Linked DNA regions of Hordeum vulgare: region 2 is linked to region 1. The links are chromatin contacts, called in public Hi-C maps. All regions are on one chromosome and are shown on one strand. The core of a region is the stretch at or near the end of the contact, and the rest is flanking DNA. Distances in the headings are between cores, read along the strand shown.

Region 1 (3,424 bases), core at 348-2,847:
CCTGCCGCAGCAGCGCGTTCTCGTGCCGCTCGATCTGCGTCTGCAACCAACCCGGCCGGCACGATTACCAAAAAAGAAGAAGGAAGGAATTGATTCTTCCTGGCATAGCTTAACTTGTCACATCAACCGACACGTTACACCAAAGATAGATAGGTAGAAAGAAAGATTGCTGTGACTGACAGTCCGAACCTTCATCTGGGTGCGGCGATTCTGGAACCAGAACTTGACCTGGCGGCTCTCCAGGTTGAGCCGCCGGCTGAGCTCCATCCGCTGCTTCTCGTCGGGGTGAGGGCACTCCTTGAACACGCTGCGCCACACACACACACACACACACGTACGTACGTATACCCAAAATGAATCAGCCAGGCAAAGAGAAGCTGTAGTTTAGGGCTAGAAACTGCATGCACCAAGAAGTTGCAATTGCTTACGCCTCGAGCTCTTGGATTTGCTGCGGCGTGTGGCGGTGGTAGCGCTTCTTCTTCTTGCGCGGGTTGCTGTTGTCGGGGTCGAGGTCGTCGCCGGACGCGCCGTCCAGGTTGTCGCTGCCGGAGCGGCTGTCGTTCTCGTCCTCCCGCGCGCGGCCCAGCGAGTCGCCGTCGCCGCCGCTCCCCGTGCTCCCCAGGTAACCGCCGAGCCTGCTCGCGTCGCCCAGCTGACCTCCGCCCTCCATGTTCGCCTGCAAAATTAAATTAAACCAAGGAGAATCGAACGCAATTAAACACGGCCAACAAGAGAAACTGAACAATTAAACACGCAGCAGTAGTGAGCGCACGAACGGACAGGCGGGTGGCAAGTATTATTATTATAGCGTACCATGCCGAGGGAGAGGCCGGTGGAGGAGGCGAAGCCGCCGCCGGCGCCGGGCCTGGGGATGGGCGGCGGCGCGAGGAGGCGTCCGGGGTTGTGCATGCCGGCGCCGCCCCCGCCGGCGTCGTAGGAGAAGACGCCGGAGCCGGCGCCGTCGAACATGCCGCCGAAGCTCATCTATCTACTACTGCTGCAAAGCGCAAACGACAGACAAAGACTACTACAACCCGGGCTGTTGTTTTCTTTTCTTTTCTTTTGTAAGGACCGATGACTGGCTAAAATCAGTCCTCCCTCTATCCCCGAGAATTGATCCTGCTACCCACCCCTGCGGCTGCAGGCAGGATGGAAAGTCGATCCCCTCAGATCCCGACGATTGATTGCGTTATTTTTATGATGATGATGATGAGGGAGAGAGAGGGGCATGCATTAAAATAGCAGGAGCGACGGGCTATACATGGCATGACGGGCGCGGGGGCGGAAGGGAATCATGGAGCCCCGGTGCAAACAAGGAAAGAATCGCGACGTGCAGATCCCTGCACTTGTGGGTTGCCGTCCCGAGATACTCTCCAAACTCCCTCTCTCGGCCGCCGCCGTTGTGACGGCGGCGACTGCCCTAGGAGCTAAGCCGGGTAACAGCAAAGCAGTGCAAGGAGAAGGAAGTCGTGGAGGAAGAAGAGGAGAGGAGGAGGAGGAGGAGGAGGAGGAGAGTGGGAGATGGGAAGAGAGGGGTTGGGAGGCTGGCTATGGATATAACTAAGCCAAGCCAAGCCAAGCCAGGCCAGGCAGAGGGCGTTCGTGCTAGATAAAGCCGGACATGTGGCGAGCGGATAAATCGGTTGCGTTAAGAGAGGGAGAGAGAGAGTGTGTGTGTGTGTCATCGGCCGTGCCCATGTAAAAGCAGGTGCGTGTGTGTATCCGTGGAAGGAGGAAAATGGCGAGGGAAACGAACAAGAAATGAAAAATCAAGTGGGGCTGACTCGCACACGGGGGCTGGGGCGACGCGAGAGTCAAATGGCCCCCACCGCCGGCGGTACGTACGTTACCGACACCGGTGGCCGTATGCAGCTCCGGCCGGGATCTGGCACGCACGCACGCAGCACGGATCTTTTTACCTTGTGATTAACCACCGGCGGTGGCTCGCTGTCAGTCAGCCAGCCGTGGTGGCGAGAGGGAGGGAGGGGGAGAGGGGAGAAAGACTGAAAGAGGTGGAGGTGGGAAAAGGAGGTGCGTGAGTCGTGACGGGGACTGGTCACGGGTGGGTCACCTTTTTCGGATCGGACGCCCGTACGGTCCCCCTCCCGCTCCCGCTCGCGTCGTGGAAAATGCACGAACCCGCGTCGTCGTCCGATGGATGGATGGAGGTGGCGCTGGCGCTGGCGCACGGCACGGCACGGGCCGTGTGGGGAAGTGTAGTAAAATCGACGGGTGGGAGACCATAAATGGAGGGGAGGTGGCGGTGGCGGTGGGGTGTTTCTGGCTGGTGTAACGTCCGTCCCGTCCGGCGGCTGGGCGAGCCGAGCCGAGCCGAGGCTGGCATCCGCAACGCCAACCGGCGGGGAGTAAATGCCGCGGCCGGGCGGGGCTGGCGCCGTGCCACGGCACGGGAGCGGGAAGTGGTGGTGGTGGTGGTTCGTTCGATCGGTGAGGGCGCCGCCGTATTCATTGCTGGACACAGCCAGCCAGCCAGTCAGACAGCAGGCACGCGCGCTTCAGCTGGATGAGCGTGATCGACGTCCCGTGTACTAGCACGTACGAGCGTGCGTCGGGACGTGCATGGGCTGTGTACGTATGTACGTACGCTCTCCACGTTAATTTGCCGCTCTGGTCCGTGCGCCGGAGCCACCACCAGTTCTACTGCACGCGTTTCCTCTTTGGCTAGCGACCAGCAAACCTAGCCGCCGGTGTCAAGAGAGTCAACCCTTCTGGGGCCGCCTTCCTACGGCTTCCCTTCGTCGGGAACCTCTTGATCGTCGGTGGTGAGGGGGTCGTCGGATCCTTAACTTTAGGTTCCTACTAGCGCAGGATCTTGGAATGTTCGACGTCTTGTTTCAGACGGTGGCAACGACGATGTTGAATAAAGAAGCTTCAGATTCTTCTTTAACGAAACGATCGTTCATATGATCGATGATGGATTTGAAAACCAATATGTTCAAGAGGGAATGACATCGTGGAAGCAACACCCTTGTGGTGGAAATGCGTCCTCGGGCTCCAACGTCGCAATGGCTTTTGCTCCAACGTCGGCGCGGTGTTTGGGAGATAGTCCTGGAGTGGATGTAGATTATGGCCTGCATCGACGACATCTCAAAGACGAAACATGTGCTCGTTTGTGGTTGCTGGATGACAGGTATGGTATCCTCCTTCGACGTCTTAGTCATGATGGGATGTCAGGTCTGAAGTTTGATTGTGTGTCCGGGATGTTGCCCTGATCTAACTTGTTCAATGATAATGACTTTACTTTTGGTGAGCCACCTTAAAGGTCCACAAAGTTGCATATCAGCGATGAGGCCACGTCGAGTTTGGATGAGTAGGTGATGCGCCATGTTTTTCTTTTGTGGCTGATGTGGTGGTGCTATGCACTAGTGTCAAGCTCAGAGACGTTCTGTTGTTTTTTCAGTTT
Region 2 (3,424 bases), core at 572-3,071, 150 kb after region 1:
GTGTAGGGTCCCTAAGGACTGTAACCACATCCTCTTCACTTTCCCTGTCGTTAGGTTCATGTGGAGCTGCTTGCGGGAGGCGATGGGAGGTAGTTGGTGCCACGACAACCTGCCCGACATGTTTGCCAAGGTGCTTCGGTCGCACGGCATCGCTATGAGACCGACCCTCTAGGTTACCATCGGTTCCCTCCTCTGGACCTTATGGAATGTTCGTAATAAACTTGTGATCGAGCATGTTATTCCTCTCCGCGCGACCGATGCAATTTTCAAACGGTGTGGCTTTCTACGGCTATGGCGATCGCTTAGTCGGCGCAATGATCGACTCTCCATCGACATGATTGTAGCTGCATTGAGAGGAGATGCCCCCCGCATGTCGTCCATCTCAACCCCGCTGCTTCATCCTCCACCTGACCCGGATTAGCCTAGTTGTCCTTATTTCTGTCTTAGGGATTATGATGCTACTCCCCAAGCAAGACTTCGTATTTTCCGTTTGTACTTTGACCATGGTTGTGTGCTAGTTGGCGTTGGCTTGGGTGCATTGAACATTGTGGTGTCTTGTATGCTTTGATCGAGGCTTTATAGTATAAAGCGGGGAACCCTTTTTCGTCAAATGTTAAGGATGAAAATCATGTCCGTATCCGGTCGGTGCCGCAACAACGACGCTCGTGGGTGTCGTTCCCTTCCTTGGAGGCGTCGTTTATGTGTGTCGGCATCTCACCTTCTTGTTTGGGTTGTTGTCTCTGGATGAAAGCATAGGTCTTGGACCGGCGATGTTCGCGCCCTCGCGTCGTTCCTCTTTTAGGAGCATCGAGTGTGGAGACATGGCTAGAAGGTTCTGTGTGTCGGTTCTCCGGTGTGTACCCTTGGTCTGAGTAGAGTTTCTTGGGCGCTATGTACGCCAACGACGGTGAGTACAAGATGGTGGTTTTCTTGGGACTATCTGAGTCCTGCCACCCACTCTCCATCTTCTTTTCGGTGGTAGCTGTTGCTCTTTGGGTGATCGGTGCTGGTCATGACGTGGCCCCGTTGCTCTAGTTATGACAGGTTCCTTTGCGTTGTGGTTGTAATGTGTGTGGAGGCTTTTCTTCAGAGTAGCTCGGGTATGGTGTTTAAACTATACCAAATAGTCACTTTAATGGATAGGTGCATTAGAGCCCTATATTTTAATTAGTGTCAAAATGGTGGTTTTAAGGTTTTGAAAATTTAAAAAATAATTCCATATGTTCATAGGGATGTATGTTACACATGTGCAAATTCCGATGATGAGGCAAGTAACCATGTGAGTTACACATAAGTGACAAAATCATGATTTTGCAAAGATGAATACTGCAGGTAGTATTCAGTATTTAGAAATCGCCATTTTTAAAAAAAAAAAATAGCCTACATGTTTACGAATTTCATCACCGAAATTTTCACAGGTGTAATTTCGATCCATATGCTTATGTAGAAATCCTTTCGGGATGTTTTGACATTTTAAGCGTGATTTTGAAACTATTTTAAAAAAGTCCTCTAATGCACCGATGTTCCAAAAATCCACTCTCCAACATATACCTACTTATTTACGTTGAGGTAAGTGAAGCGCGCCAAGGTTGACTTGCATTTTGCGGCTAAGTTGAAGGCTACGTACGTACAGTTCTTTTGCAGCGGTATCCACTTTGGTCTGCTCCAAGCATCAGCAAAAAGGAGCCGCGTCAGGTTTGGGCTAAACAGCGGCTGTGAAAGAAACGACGTGCGGCCTCGGTTCAAAGAGAAAGAAAACGATGTGCCGCCGCCGTCCAGTGTACGACCTGTACGAGCATTCGTTCCTCGATCCATTCCCTGGTGGCTGGCCCCCACAATGCCGACCAGTACATAAACACCGTGGTGGTGGCCTCATCATACCGTCCAACCCAATCCAACGTCCGTCCGCCGCTGAAAACACCCTTCCCAGTCCAAAGCCTTTCCCGCCACCTAAAGCACCCGAGGTCACCATCCATCCAATATCCATGTGCGGCGGCGCCATCATCTACGACTACATCCCGGCGGCGGCGCACCGCCGCCGGGCGTCCACCGCCGACTTCTGGCCCGACGCCTACAGCGCCGCCCCTGACAAAGGTACGTGCGCCCTCACAGTATTCCCTTCGGGCTTCGGCAACGGACGTCCGTGTGCGGGAGCAGGACTCGCTGACCGGCGCGCTCTTGTTGTGCTTGCAGCGCCGCGCGCGAAGCGGGGGAGGAAGAACCAGTACCGCGGCATCCGGCAGCGGCCGTGGGGGAAGTGGGCGGCGGAGATCCGCGACCCCGTCAAGGGCGTCCGCGTCTGGCTCGGCACCTACCCCACCGCCGAGGCCGCCGCGCGCGCCTACGACCGCGCCGCGCGCCGCATCAGGGGCGCCAAGGCCAAGGTCAACTTCCCCAACGAGATCCTCGCCGGCGCGCCCGCGCACCAGGCGTCGTGCACGATGGCGGCCGCGCCGCCGCCGGCCGTGCTCCCTTCCCCCAAGAAAGAGGAGGGAGTCGAGCCCGCGGCGCCGTGCTCCTGCGAGGAGGTGAAGGCGCTGTCCGAGGAGCTGATGGCGTACGAGAGCTACATGAGCTTCCTCGGCGTCCCCTACATGGAGGGCGGGGCCGCGGCCGCCGTCGGTGCCGCCGCCGAGGAGGCGCCGGCCGAGCTTTGGAGCTTCGAGGACAGCTACTACTACCCGGGGCCTCTGGGGCTCTGATCATCGTGCCGTGCCCGTGCTGGCCGCGGCGAACTGAGTCAAGATTTTCCCTTGTGTTGTTCCGCTGAATTCATTTTTGTCAGTTTTGTAACCGGTGAATGCCCCGATGTGATTTCACAAGCTTTTCATGTAAATAGAACGTTTCAGTCGACTATGTTGCACCAATGGAACAGTTCCTTGTGATCGGCCAAGGTACCTCCTAGAGCAGAAAGACACCCATCATCCACAGTACTCCGGCGTTCGTCTTGTAGTGCAGGCCGACAGACCGCATGGTCGAGCCTCGCCGGCGTATATACCGCAGGCGGCGCCGAGACGGCCGCTCGGGGGGAACAACGTTGAGGGAGCAGAGCAGAGTCGCCGTTTTCACGCACGTTGTTTGAACTTTGACGTCGTGCTTCAGCGCTAGGACACGGTGCGAGGCTGCTACAGTACACGACAGGTTTGTCTCGTTCGTGTCCGGTTGTTGCCTGCGCTTTGCTTGCAGCAGAGGATAAGCCGTTTGCTGTGGGCTGACGATACCGGTGGCAGCCCCTTGTTTCCGGGGGCTCGCTCTGCTATGCCTCGCGCTAGCGAAGAAGCATCGTTCACACGTCACAGCGATCCCTTACTTGGGCCAGGTCCAACGTGTGAGGCAGCGGCACTCTGCCAACACGTAGGAGCACATGCACGCGCACTTGTACGTGGGAGCCTAGTGTTTTTATTTTTAATTTATTATACTTACT

The links. A called contact is a pair of places that touch in the nucleus more often than the background predicts.
Region 2: a Hi-C map of seedling shows a contact between it and region 1, with 2.1 times the contacts expected there. The contact joins the promoter of LOC123397017 here to the promoter of LOC123400019 in region 1. A contact is called at or near these places in 1 of 6 Hi-C or Micro-C datasets (seedling) and 1 of 1 datasets of contacts at active chromatin or transcription factors (embryo).

What each region holds. Positions count from the first base shown.
Region 1 is chr5H:496,931,686-496,935,109 of MorexV3_pseudomolecules_assembly, forward strand. It overlaps LOC123400019 (homeobox-leucine zipper protein ROC6-like), which reads right to left and starts at 1,598. Exons shown (of 8, transcript XM_045094412.1): 1 at 814-1,598; 2 at 429-676; 3 at 190-307; 4 at 1-40. The coding sequence starts at 984.
Region 2 is chr5H:497,083,668-497,087,091 of MorexV3_pseudomolecules_assembly, forward strand. It overlaps LOC123397017 (ethylene-responsive transcription factor ERF071-like), which reads left to right and starts at 1,822. Exons shown (of 2, transcript XM_045091736.1): 1 at 1,822-2,094; 2 at 2,194-2,853. The coding sequence starts at 1,986. The coding sequence ends at 2,702.